Linked DNA regions of Anas platyrhynchos: regions 2 and 3 are each linked to region 1. Evidence: chromatin contacts called from public Hi-C data. All regions are on one chromosome and are shown on one strand. Each heading gives the region's core, a stretch centred on a gene start, on an enhancer-like site or on the middle of the called end of the contact. The rest is flanking DNA. Distances are from core to core; before and after follow the strand shown.

Region 1 (4,637 bases), core at 1,219-3,718:
TGCAGAACTGGGATCTTCTGGTGTAAATTGGGGATAGGTTGAGGACTACGCCCTGCCAGGGAGAAAGTCATTAGGTGACAAGCCTGCCCCAAGCATTTCAGTCCTGCTAAAATGATGTCACCGTGGCATACAATTTTAGACATGCCTATAAAATACAGTGGGCATCCCTGGTGAAAATATAGGTTCTTAAATTCCTTCCATGTTCCACTTGAGGAACAACGAGATGTTTATGGATAGGGGCTAAATCCTTATACTGAATTATGGTTTCTTGCCTGAGTTGTCTCTCTGGAGCAGTTAAAGGAAGGTTTTATTACCTTCCTTTGCTCAAGCCATCAGAGCAAAGAACTACATGGTATCCTTCTGCAAGAGCCCGTGAGCTGTGTGGGCATTTAGCGGCTTTTCCATTTAGAAATAGATACTCGAATGAGATACTGAGATAATGATGTTCATCAAACAAATCTTCTGGTGTAACACACAAGGAATGCTTTCACCGCTTCACTGTGATGCCTTAGCTGGAGCCTCTATTTGTTACCTTTGCTCTGAACTAGTGTAACTATTTACTCATGCCTGAATAATAAATTTAAGATGCTTAATAAATTTAAGATTCCTCCCTGTCAACCAGCATCCAGGCAAGGAAAGCTCATTTTTTGTTGCCAAGCTGTACTCGCTTCACACATTGCAGCATCATCGTCCTGATGAAATTGGTGTTGACTGAGAAATTTCAGTATGGGACAGGGCTGCAGGAATAAGATCTAACAGCTGGAAAATTGTACAATTTAACTAAAGGAAGGAGTTAATAATTAAGATGATATCACTACTGTATTTGGTATTTGCTAGAGCCGAGCAGTCAACATAAAGCTGTCTGAAATCAAGACGTTTTTATGCTGTATGCTTTGGGAGTTCTCCATAAGAATACTGGAGGCAAGCTGGAAAAGATGTGTCGTGCCACTGAATATGAAATGACATTAGAAATTTTTTGCCAAGGTGCTTTTTCTTCACAGCATATTCCTTATGTTATTCCTTATTCCTCATGTTATTAAGCATGATGTTCAGGGAAAACATCCCATCTGGATAGCATTACCTGTAGGATGTGCAGCTTGTATGTATCTTCTGGAGGTTAGCGTCTAATGTTAAACAAAGGAAGCTGATTAAAAACATCTGTAAAACATTTTCATAGTTCATATTTTATACAGTGGGTATTGAATTACCTTGCACATGACTGCATGTCTGAACTAAAAATAATAAGGTAAATCTTTTCCTTTTATTAAAATTAGTATAATATTAATTTTATAGTTAAACTACATTTAACTGTTTCCCTACTTGGCACTAGAATTTAATGCTGCTGACATCACTACGTATTTTACATGCCACTGAGAAATAATTGTTCATTTATTGATGCAGTATTCTACAATAAGCACATTTTAGGTGCAGTCAAAATATAAACATTAGATTGAAATACAATTTCTTATGTAAAAGTGTGGCATTTATTAAATGCTAAAGGAGAGGCTTGCCAGCTAAATGTGTAACGTTTCTGACCATTAAATAATATTATGTGAAATAGTTATACAGAATATATAAAATGATTGTAGTACTGCCCACTTAGGTATTATGTTGATTTATGAATTCAGTTAGAGTCCCTAGTAAATACCAAAATTGCTGATTCTAGGTCAGTATTTATTAGGTTGGTAAATTTTATGGAGAGGAAGGATTTGTGCATCCCAGAACTGACAGAGAAAGGTGTTATTTATGTAGTTAGAGTGAGAATGCAATTGTAATTTCACAGCTGAGCTGAAAAAAAAAAAAAGGTTATATACTTTCCTTCATATTCTAAATTACTTTCTAAAATAGCTTATAAAACCATGTGTATTACAATAGTAAATATTATTTCAAGATCTAAGAGGCTAATGCTCCAGATTTACTGTTCAATGTCATGAGCAAAAACCTCTTACCTTTCCAAGTTTGATACAACATACTGACTCAAAAGCACGTATCAAAACAGAGAGCAGCAAACATTATTCTCTGGGAAAATATTTTGAAATTCAGCAAGTGTTTTGAAAATGATTATCATTATTGTTTATTGTAAGTGTTCTGAGATTGTGAAAATGAAGTGTTGCTCGTAAATACCACGCAGGCTGAATGGCCAAGGGCAGTTCTCATCTCTAATATGCAGACTCCTACCCGAAGCAGTTTCATCCAGCTTGAGTACTCGGTTTTATGATGTTTTTACCAAAGTTCATAAAAAATGCAAGTGGAGTGAAAAATGTGGTATGTACATACAGTTATTTTTATTCAACGAGACTGGACCAGCACAAAACCATTTTTTTAGAACAATATAACATTAACAGTTGCCATTTCATCAATTAGTGGCCTTATCCCTACAGAGAAGTGTCTGGTATCTTATCTGTGTGCTGAAAAGGCAATGAGCAGTTTTATCATTGGAAAATTAAAAAGACATGCTGTACCATGGCAGTGAGATTTACGGAGTTTATCTTGCTGTGCTGTTGGGAATGTATGTTTCAGCACTGATAATGTAGCACATTAGATGGCTGAGAACAAATAATGCTTTTCCGTAACTCTATCTTAAGACAAAATGTCTTAAGATCATTTCTTTTGCTCACTGGGAGCTGAATATTTTTGCCTGTGTTACTGAGGTGTTTGGCGTTGCCCAGTCTGGTAGCTGGGTAGAAGTGAGGCTGCTGCAGCTGCACATCCCCAGGTCCAACCAGGATCAGAGTGAAGGTGGCAGTGGAAAATCCATAGATATGAGCACATAGATACATGTGTAAGTACATGTGTGTATGGATATATAAAACCACAATGGATCCCTCCAGCAGCTTGGCTTACACCCTCATGCCACCAGTAACTGGTCACAGGATCTCCTGTGCCTCAGCCACCCTGAGACCAGTGGCGACCAGGCAGTCTCTCCAGCAGCTGGCCTGGATCTCCTGCTCCCTGTAGCATCCCACTCGCAGACCCTCTTGTCTTGCTGATATCCAGCCCTGATTTATGGCTGCTTCGATGAGTGGTACCCAAAGCTCTTATCCTGCTCAGGGGCAAGTCCAGCTTGATGTTTGCAGGTGACTACACACTGACATGCACACTGGCACAGAATACACTCACTGTGATCTCATAATTTTGGAAGATTATCGAAGCACTAACAGGAATGTGAGGAGATAATTCTTTTAAAAATACAAAGGGCAAAGTTGTAATCAGATAGTTATTGCACCTTAGAGCTGAAACTGTCCCAGACTCCTGTCCTGTGAAGGTTTAGGGGGAAGGATTTGGGGGCTAGGTTGGGAAAAGAAATTTTCAGTAGGTTTGGAACTGTATCAGTTCACCAACTGTGTGTCTCTGCTGTGTAAAAGATACTCCCCCATCACACAGTGAGCTGGATGATTGCTTCAATTGGAGATTTTATGGCCAAAACCAGCAGCCTGAGGCTCCAGTGTCTTTATCACAAACTGCACTATATGAAGTGCAAAGCTGCAAAGTTTACTTGACAGTTTGAAGCCGGAGTAATTTACTTGACCGAGACCTTAATGCAACTACTTATAGTACATCATCATCATTTGAACAGAAGGGATGTGCTTTAAACCAGGAATCTGTGGTGTTTGCCAGACGGGGCTCCAAGCTAAATGCTAAATGAAGAATTGCTGTTACCAAGTTTGCTTACTTTGTAATTGCAAGTGCATTGGGGATACTGGAAGAACTGTTTAAGAATGTTGGAACACCTGCATATGGCACAGCACCTTTATTTTAACAACCCTATAGGTGCGCATGCAGCAAATTATCACCCCAATGAATTCCCTTCATTTTGACTTGAGTCTTTGCCAAACAAAAGACTCAGCTGATAGAAAGCTGGCTAAGGCACAATTGGTTTTGGATTATAACTCTGAATTTAACAGCTTGGGTCAATGGATGCCTTTTTTTAAAGATGCCATGGTTACAAACTTGTTAAAAGCTGAATTAATTTGAGATTAAGCAAAAATGTTGTTAATCACATCTTTTTAAACTGTATTAGGATATGTCCATGATGGTTCTAAGATTACTGCTCACTGTCACACTGAAAATTATATTAAAATACTAATGCTTTATTTATGTACACGACTTTCATGTAATTCTTGACCTGTGAAGGGGTTATCTTATTTCTTACTTCACAGGGCATTTTTATTTGTTTCTTCCTGAAGTGTGAGCTAGATATATCACAGATAAATCGGACTGAATAATCTAGAGTCATTGCTCAGTGTGTTTTTCAAAGAAAACCACACATAAATCACAGCTGCTAATTAAAATGAATAATTTTAATTAAAAATCTAATCTTTGCAGGTGCCGAGAGGCTAAAGATATCACACGTATGCCATGTTTCTACACCACTATAGCTTGTTTTTTGTAACTTTTTTTCCTCCTTTGTGAACTTTCCTGTTACGATCTCCCTCCTTCCCAGTATGCCTATTCATTACTTCTGGCTTCATGGACAGTCTGATCCCTCAAGGTGCTTAACGGAGTGTCAGCTGATGCAAAGACATTGTTCTTATCTCAGAATGCTCTGTTAAGAGATACAATTCTCAGATTTAAAATTCTTAAGGTAAGGGTTTACCACTTTATTTGTCCTTAGAAGATAGATATCTCTGTAACAA
Region 2 (4,637 bases), core at 840-3,339, 130 kb after region 1:
GAAGGTACTGAAATTGGCTTCTGGAGACAGGGGCTCCAATCCAGACTTCTCAGAGCCTTAATTCACTAAATCTGCGAACCCAGTCTTTCTAAAATAATAATGATAATAATGACAAGCCCATTGACCCCAAAAGTCAAATGAAAAGATGTCATTGTGGAAGCTGCAAGAGCTCTGGTACTGAAAAGCTGACTGTGCCTGAGTCTCACACAGCTTTGCAAAACCTGTTGTCATTCTTGCACAGATGGGGATGAATGCAGCCAAGCAGCTGCTTCATCAAGTGCCATGTTTATTTCTTCTGATTTGGAAACCCCAACTATTCCAGTGCCTCGGGAAGACACTGAGTCCTGATAAAAGTAGCTACTGGCTCAGAGTTCCCTCTGCAGTTTGGACACAATTCTTATATTATACACAACTGAAAGAAAAAAAAAAAAAAGTGTGGTCTCACGTAAAACCTCCATGGTTGTCAAAACAGGCTCCGATTTCATTTCTCCATAACTGTGACTTGCTGCTGAACAATAAATGTACCTTATGTAAAACAGGATTTGAGTTTTCTCAACTGATGCTTATTTGCAAATGTACAGCAACCAGCCTCACCATTAAAATCACTAGCTTCATGGCTGAAATCAGACCTTCAGGTTTCCAGGTAAGAAAGGAAGAAAGCAGCTCTCCTGCTTTCAGGGCAAAGCTTAGAAATGGGACCTGCATACAATCAACTTACTGAGCACTGCCTGAGACCATTGGCAGCTTGAAACTATACCTTCAAGAGGAAGAAAGTAATCCATTTTTCTGAACAAGGTATTACAAGGACCCATTTCTCCTTGAACCCCACTCAGATTCACCCTTAGCTGTAGGTACAAGCACATGCTGCCCTGTCACCCTGAGTGCACCAACAAGGACCAGAAACACATTGTGCCCCTGAGGGACGGGGCAGCCTCTGTCACCCATCCAACATGAGGCTGGCCCGATACTTGGTTTAATCAGCCATGATTTCAGTGCTGTTAGAGCTCAAAGGAAGACTGTAAATAGGAGCATTTTCCTGAATTGAGGTCTTACATGATCAGGAAAGAAGAAAAACAAAAGCTCATGGACCAAGAGGAAGGGAAATAAGCAACTCTGTTGTCTGATACTGAAGGCATTTAGCTGTGCTGCTGGAGAGTGGTGATCTACAACCTCCAGTGAGTCTTGCTAGCTAGAGCTAATACCCTTACCCTTGGGTCCCTCGCCATTTTATGGCTGCTCTGTAACAGGATGTGCAACTGCTATGCATTAATACGTTATTACAGATTGGCTAGTGTAAACTCCAGGTGTTGAGAACATGATTTATTCTATTAGTATAAAAAGGTGTTTTCTATGGCCATATTAAAAATTATACTAACTGTGGGGCTTGCCACTGCTCTGTGTGTGGCACATGCCAATTTAAACCTGTCATTTCCTCTAATTTAAGGATATGTCCTCAGAAGATCATTAATTTGGGGTGGAGCTGGGGATCGTAGTGCAGCTGTGGCCCATTAACCCCCACCTGGCCGTTAATCCCTGCAAAGCACCTTCCCCAAACATGTCTGCTACTACCATACAGTCACTGGAGCAGAGACTGGAGAAAGTACATTTTAGGGTGTATTTTGTACTTAAATCTATTTTATAGACTGCATTTTTATTTTGGAGTGAATTCCACCCATTTTGTGATGTATGGATCCAGTAACTGATAGTGCTGTTTTGTAGTGAAATCGCTATTTAGTGGACTACACAACTCCAAAAGGGCTAGGATCTGGGCCAAAATCTGTTGAACACTATAGTAAATGACAGACTGGGTGAGTCCTTACTGGGTTCCCCTGGGTTTATCCCAAAGCAGCACATATCCTGGCAAGCACAAATGCTGATCCCAGTTGGGATGAGCACTCAGGGCTCATACTTCTCCTAATTGCTCTATCCCAGTGCAAGACACAGGAGCCCAGGTCGCACATTTGACTGAGCACCAGGCTCAGTCTCAGTGGCATGTTTTGTTTGTGTGTATGCAAAGGGCTGAATTCATACCTGTTGCCCACACAGTTCTGATATAATTCCTTGCTCAAAAGCAGGTTTGAGGTGGCCTTGGGGAAAGCATAATGAAAAGACTCAGGGCTTCATATGACTCAATCTTGTACACTTGGCTTAACTGCTATATTTTTTTCATCTGCCCATGTTTTTCCATTGCACAACCACAATCTTGCCCCAGTCTTGCCTATAGCAGTTCAGAGGTTTTTAGGCATCTTGAGGCAGGGGTATCTCTGCATGTTATGTATGGTGCAGTGAGCTTCCAACAGCCTATAACCATGAGATTTGGATGCCCAAAGCCCAGCCTGGAGCACGTCAAGCTTCAGAACATCATTCAAATGCACACAGAAAGCTTATTGCGGTTTCCCACCTTAATCAGGGCCCATTAGACCTGTTTTTCGTAGCAGGAGTTTATCCAGCCTGTGTTTAAAGACCCCCAAGGACGCAGATTTCCCTGTCTTCAATCTAGTGATGTTCTTGACCCTCATAAATTTTTTTCTTATCTGGTTTGAATTTTTATTTGTAGCAAAGTAAACACACCTCTTGTCATACCAGTGAGGACAGATCATACCAGTGCACTTTGTAACAGTCTTTTCTGTGCTCAGGGGCTGTTATCCCATCAAGACTCTCTCTTTTGGCTAATAAATGTAACTTGATCAATCTGTCCTCCCAAGTCGTGTTTTCTGGATTTCCAGCACCTCTTCCTGTTTTGACAATGAACCATTGATAACTGTTCTCTGGGCACATATATCTAAATCCTTGTCCCCCGCCTCCAGCAGTTTTATCTAGACCCATGTTTCCCTCACCTGATTAGGAAAGTGAATATGAGACAGTGTCAGAAGCCTGCAAGTGCTGGTGATGAATCTATTGCTTTTTCCTTCACTATAAACCTTGTTACCTGTCACAGAGATCCCACGGCAAGAGTTCAAATGGCTATCAAAAGTCTACACTCTGCCTACACAAGAGCAGAGAAAGGATCAGTTAAATGAGGGGATTATTTGACCTGTTGGTGAACCGGGTGGCAGAAGCATGATGGCACCAGAGTCCTGGTGAGGGGCACCCTGACCCGCAGCTAGATAGGCAGTTGGCATCACAAGCAAGAATTGAGTAAAAAAAACCTCCAAATTCCCAGGTTTACCAGGTAGTGTGTTCACACCCCTACTCCTGGTCCTGTGACCAGCTGGTGAATGCCAGTAAGGAACAGTTTCATTCTTTGCTGTTCTAATTTGCAGCATGAAATAGGTGTTATCGTCACCCTGATAATCAGATATTTTCCCTGACTTAGTTCAGCAGGTGAAATTGAATGAATAGCCCTTACAGTGAAGTTCAATTTATTTTTAGTGATTATCTAATGGCTTTTTAATTTTACTTTTTTATTTATTTTTGGCTTTGAGTGTGTTATTACTACATGCACAGAGTGTTTCCATGGAATCCTACTACTGATCTGGACAAGAGATTCATCAGTTTAATTTCCAGGTTTTAATTTCCTGCATCCTGTTCCTCATGAGGCCTTGACTGAAAGGAGCTTCATCCCACAGAGAACATACAGGAATGGGAATCAAGACTCATGGATGTCTTCATTTCCAGGTCTCCCTCCATCTTCACTAGTATTACCAACACCTCTGCATTCCTTGGTGAATCTGAAAAAATAATATGAAAAAATAATAACATCTTGCTTGGTTCATCCCTAGATCTCAAGGCAGTTTTCAAAGGAAGAAGTCATCATCCCAATTTTATAGATGGAGAAACTGAGGCCCAGCAAAGGGAACTGTTGCCATTAGTTTCCTGCAAGGGCCCATGCCCTTGGCCTCACAGCCCCTTGCTCAGGGGCTGGTCCACCAGACCAGACAAGTGCTGGAGTGGAAATAAATATTCTCCTGATGACTGTGGTCTCTGTGGTCAGGGCTGAGGGTCGAAATGTTCGCACAAGGCCTGCACACAGAAACCACAGAATCCCCCACAGCTCCACTGCACTTTATTAAAAGTCACTGCTTCTGTGAAAAATGGGTTTTATAAGAGTTAGGTGCCTTAATTATAAAGTCATGTGCATTTGAATGACTTCTTCCCGGCTAACCGTTTGTGACAGCCTACAAATGTGAAAAGTATTACCAAGCCTATTTTTAACGTGGCTTTGGAGAGGCTGCAGTTCTGGAAAACCAAATCCTATAGGATCCTAATGAGAAATACCAGTGATTCTTTAAATGGTTAGTGTTGTCTGAGTTTAGCAGTGATGCCATTCCTATCCAAAAGATGGGAAGCGCAGGAGACTTTTCATAGCAATTGCGTTAAACAAGCAATAGGAGCAAGTGATGTACAGGGCTGGGGCTTAATTTTTGCCTTAGATGTGGCTGAATGACCAATGTGTGGAGATAGAGAAAAAAAAAATAATCTGAGAGGTGTTCGTGGCCCATTTCAGCAACGTACTGCTCTTATATTTGTTTTCTACAAAGCTGCTACCTCTCAAGAAGCACCTTCCACCCCTTCTCTTTACTAGACAAACTACCTTTTAAAGGGACACCCAACCTGCTTGGGGTTCTGTGGTTTGCTGAACTGGGTCCTTAATAGGGCCTCTTTGTGCATTGCAGCAGATTTGGGGCCCAAAATCT
Region 3 (4,637 bases), core at 1,065-3,564, 88 kb after region 1:
TGAAACTAGAGGATCCTTAAGGGTCCGTTCCAACCCAAATGATTCTGTGATTTTATGATTCTGTTGTTTTTTTCTATCTCATGTTCATAATAAGTATTTGAAAATCCTACATAGCTGGACTATTTTATGTTTCTAAATACAACATATTAATATTTAAAGCTTTTAAAATTATTTTAAAATTTATTTTGAACTTATTTAACAGCAGCAGATACACTATGCTGTGTTATTGCATCCTATTCCTTTAAACAAGTTATGTGTCAAGAACTACATAGCAAAAAAAAAACACAGTTTACATGTATGCTTAATAGCATTCAGATTCAGTGTTACAAACAAACAGATATTTACTTACAAAGCAAATACCTAAATACAGGAAAACATAGCACTCAGAAATTTCAAGTAACCAATGGATTTGAAAATTTATAATAATGTTGGAGATATCTGTTATTTTTTTGTTATGTCTGTTAAAAAGATGCCCAAAGGCTCCTCATGGGAATTTGAAACTTCAATTTGAAACTTCATTGAACTAAGCACTGTGTGAATGTGAGTTTCATTTTAGATGTGTGAAGTGGATTAAAATGCAGAAGTTTGTACTTGGATCTGTCAAGAACAATGATGGAGAGGTAGAATCAGACAGAGATGATGAAAGATCAGGCCAAAGGCAGATGTAAGCGCTGTTGGTACATGTCATTTGCTCAATCTGGCACAACATTTAGCTAAAGATAATACAGAAGATAAGTGGATGAAGGCTGAATTGCTGTTGGTCTCAGAGAAAAGGACCAAAGAAGCAGAAGATCCTAAAAGGGTAAGAAGGGGAATGTGAGGAGAGGATAAAGTCATGACTGCTATAGCAGTTTTTTGAGGATACACAAATGGCTATATAAAAATAATAAACCTGCACAAATAGGCTGTGAGTGCACCCATGAGTTTCATAGTACAGGCACCCTTATGTCTCTTGGTGCAGGTGCCTGAGAGCTGTAGAGGTGGCAGCTGTGCAACTGAAAGGAATTTCTGATAGAATTGAACATGTAGGTTTGCTGCTAATGGGCTGTACTGACATGAACAAGGCTTACTAAATACACAGACATAACTGTTCTTATTTATATGCATAATATAAATTTCACATTGTATAATAGCTGTAAGACAATCCAGAGCATTTCCGGGGGATTATTGCACATCTCGGGTAGTTTAAGTCATCCAACCTTTTGGCTTCATGCCTTAAAACACTACCAGAGACATGTTATAATCGTCCAGAAATGCACTGCCTGTTGCAAATTACAGTTTAAGCTGTGTTACACATACACCCAAAGTATACAATTTAACCAGGTAATGTGATGTGCATTTAAAAAAAAAAAAAAAAATTAAATATGAAAGTGTTCAGTATGCTTTCCACAAGCTAAAGTGAGAATTTCCCTGCCTATCCAGAACCACTCCAGAAAGTCCTTGCTAGTTGTGGTTTGTCATTTGCTCTGCTCTTTAATGATCTCATCATAATCTTTGACCTTTCACTGTTTTCCCTTCTCTTTGGCTGCTTCTTTCGTGATTCTGCCATATCTGGCTTGTTTGGGCTCTGTGTGGGATCCCTGAAGAATCCCGTATGTTTCCAGGCATTCAAGTGTGGGATATAATTGTAGCAATGAGGTGTTGAGGATGTCACAGTGTTCAAGACTGAGCAGAGAAATTGAAGCAAAAAGATATAATAACTAAAGCTCTAGCATGATCACTGCTTAATTTCCCAAAGTTACACTTCACAGGAAGAGAATTTCCTATAGTGGATCTATACCTGACCTAAGTGTTCATGTAAATGTCAGTGTTAAGCTCAGTCATAGGATTGTCATCATTTTGTTGTCTTCTTTTACATGAGAGACTAAACAAAATATGCCTATTTACCTTACCTTCTCTCTGCCTTTTTTTGCTTTTCCTCCACTCTCTAAACCCTGTGGTCCTGGGCTATGCTCTCTCATCCTGAGCAGATTTCTCAGCCTAATGCTTTTATTGATCCTGTCTTTATCAGCCCTACAATAGCTTGCTGAATAAAGCAAAGTATTTCCAACAAGAAAGGGTTAAGATGAGGGCAGCCATGCACACCTTACATTGTTGCCTTTTCCCAGCCTACTTGTTTTTGTCAGATAGAATCACAAGCAAAAAGCAAATTACAGTGTTTTCAGATATTAACTGTAATATTATGTCTTCTTCCTTGTGGGCAATTTAGCTAAAAATGGCAGACTGCCCATTCTAATGCACAAGGACACTGCTTTTCTGGGAGGCTGTGTCAGATAAAACAGTTGGGTTTGCTGAAAGTGAAGGCTTTTTTCTCCTCCTCAGTGGAACAAGAGCTTATCAGCACATAAACACAGCCTGAATGGCAACACAGATACCTGTTTTGCCTCATATTCTGCTTCCTCAACAGAGCTTATTTCTCATGTGGATATTAAAATAATAGCTTTCAAGTTAGAAAGTATGCTCGCTTGTGCTGCAATTATTAAATACTCAATTAGGACACTTTTCCAGCTATCTGGGCTGAGGTTTTCGGAGGAGCCTAGGGAGTTGACTGCATGAAGCTATGTCTGTACCTGTAGATTAACTGTGTCTGTGCTCTCTGACACTGAGGCTAACAAGCACGGAGTGGCCCAAGTCCATATTATCCCATTTTATTTTCCTCCAAAATGTCTCTAAACCACCTATTGTGAAAGGTTTCTGGCCTGGTGTATCCCTGAGCTGTGACCTGGCCTTGGGGCACAGTGTTTGGCCTGGGCCAAAAACGTTTCTGGGGCTAGTCTGACAATTCAAGTGTAAAGGGGATTTCTAGTGTCTGGGAATATTCCCTGCCACTGCTTTAGCTTAAGGTCAAGTCCTTAGCGTTATGGGCTGCTCTGAAAGCTGAAATCTTAAACTCTGGCCTGCAGAGCAGCTAAACACTGGGTCTTCACAGATCAAACCACATGCTGTTTGATCTGGGAAAAAGGTCCCTTCCACGCAGCATCCGTGTGTGCTCAATTGTGGTTTGAAATTAATTCACTCTTGAGTATTAATTAAAGTGCTGATGATGCTGTCCTCTTCAAGAACTGCACAGCTCTGTCATGTTAGACCGCCTTCAGCAGCATGCAGTATCTGATGCATCATTTTATAGGATGCATATTTATAATAGTAAGAATAATAAGAAGATGATAGCCTCTGTAGGGCCCAGCCTTACATAAGGTTGCCTTGTCTTATTGCATGCTGCAGCTATCACTAATGCTTAGCTCAGGATTGTGTAAACTGCAGACATTGGTGATGATGCTGTCAACAGGATGCTGTGAGCAAGGAGGATACAAACAAATCCCACAAGACAAGAATTTCTTTTATGTTCTTTAATGCCATTAGTGGGGAGGATTGATATCAAGCCTTGCTTTGAGATCCCCTGAGGAAACACAGTATAGCTGTAACTGCTGTTTTGGCATTCCTCAGTGTGCTCAATATGTTTGCTATATGTCCCTGATAGTCAGAGACCTGCTCCAAAGCTTCTGTTGGGTTTTGGTTCAAGCACTGGATAGCTGTGTGGACTGGTAACATTTTCGCACAGTCCTCCTGTGTTCTGTGTACATCTAATGAAGTCATAATGCCTGGTGTGTGACATCAAAGTCTGGTGCCACAAGAATGAGCTTAATCTAGCAAACAATGATCACATTGTGTGAGTAAGCAGGGAAAAGAGAAGGCAAGTTATAAAGCTGAACCTTTTTTTTATTTACACAGCAATGTTTTAATAACCAGCAGATTTTTGGAAAAGGGCTGGAAAAATAGTTAAAAGATAAATGTACTTATGTTTCGATGTTGGGATTTTTTAGCAAGTACAAAAGTTCATTTCTAGATATTAAAATAAAAAATACTCTTGAATCACAGGCAGGATCCTAAGAGAGCTGTTGCCATGCCCAATCGATGCTTGTGGAGATATTTTCTTTTTTCCCCCAATCTTTCTATGGTACTATTAATACTAACCTCCTTAGCTGCACACTTGGAGCAGCCTGGTGCGATAGCTTTACTACAAAGGGCTTCTGTGTATTTCAGGAGCCAGGATATAGCACTCTTCTGACAGAAAATGCCCTGTAATGAAGGTGAAGCTTAGACATTATTTATTCCAAATACAGAATCTTTCCATCTGTGAGTTTATAGAGGCCGAGAAATTGTTGAATTTGGAGATTTGCAAATACAAATTACAAGCTTGACTCTGAAAATATTCCCTTCTGGAAAACAAGCCCTATTCCCTCTTGTGGGCATTATCCTCATGCAGCGCTAGATCGGTACAGAAGGCATTTTTAACGTGGATAGCCCTGCTAATAAAGACACGGCACCACCCTCTTCTGGAACGAAGCAACTAAAACATTTTGATCCTGTACTTGGGTACCTCGAGAGAACAGACTGTCACTTGTGTTGAATTACGTGGAATATTTTTGTGTCTCTCACCAGGTACACTTTTTGGGCTGCAGCAGGTTAAAGTTAGAGCTGTGCAAACTTTTGAGAAGCCTAAATCCAAATTAAGCCTGGCACACTTCCAGAAATGGCTGGAGCTGGCAAATTTAAATCATTTTCAAGTCAGAGCTGTTTTTTTCCTGGGTTTTATGTCATCACTTATGAGTTAAAACTGAGGAAAAACCTGGTTGTAA

Evidence for each region. A called contact is a pair of places that touch in the nucleus more often than the background predicts.
Region 2: a contact with region 1 is called in a Hi-C map of liver, with 2.0 times the contacts expected there. The contact joins two enhancer-like sites. A contact is called at or near these places in 2 of 8 Hi-C or Micro-C datasets (liver and skeletal muscle).
Region 3: a Hi-C map of small yellow follicle shows a contact between it and region 1, with 4 times the contacts expected there. The contact joins two enhancer-like sites. A contact is called at or near these places in 2 of 8 Hi-C or Micro-C datasets (F5 follicle and small yellow follicle).

Annotation. Positions count from the first base shown.
Region 1 is chr3:114,942,377-114,947,013 of IASCAAS_PekinDuck_T2T, reverse strand. All of the region lies in intron 3 of SUPT3H (SPT3 homolog, SAGA and STAGA complex component), which reads left to right. Among named protein-coding and RNA genes, the nearest start is that of RUNX2, 120 kb to the left of the region's middle. Within about 2 kb of position 2,468, at least 5 of the 8 cell types and tissues checked have an H3K27ac peak or open chromatin away from gene starts, as enhancers often do. A contact at or near this core is called in F5 follicle and small yellow follicle, where this site is marked.
Region 2 is chr3:114,816,478-114,821,114 of IASCAAS_PekinDuck_T2T, reverse strand. No RefSeq gene overlaps it. Among named protein-coding and RNA genes, the nearest start is that of CDC5L, 210 kb to the right of the region's middle. Within about 2 kb of position 2,089, at least 1 of the 8 cell types and tissues checked has an H3K27ac peak or open chromatin away from gene starts, as enhancers often do.
Region 3 is chr3:114,853,863-114,858,499 of IASCAAS_PekinDuck_T2T, reverse strand. All of the region lies in intron 11 of SUPT3H (SPT3 homolog, SAGA and STAGA complex component), which reads left to right. Among named protein-coding and RNA genes, the nearest start is that of RUNX2, 210 kb to the left of the region's middle. Within about 2 kb of position 2,314, at least 5 of the 8 cell types and tissues checked have an H3K27ac peak or open chromatin away from gene starts, as enhancers often do. A contact at or near this core is called in F5 follicle and small yellow follicle, where this site is marked.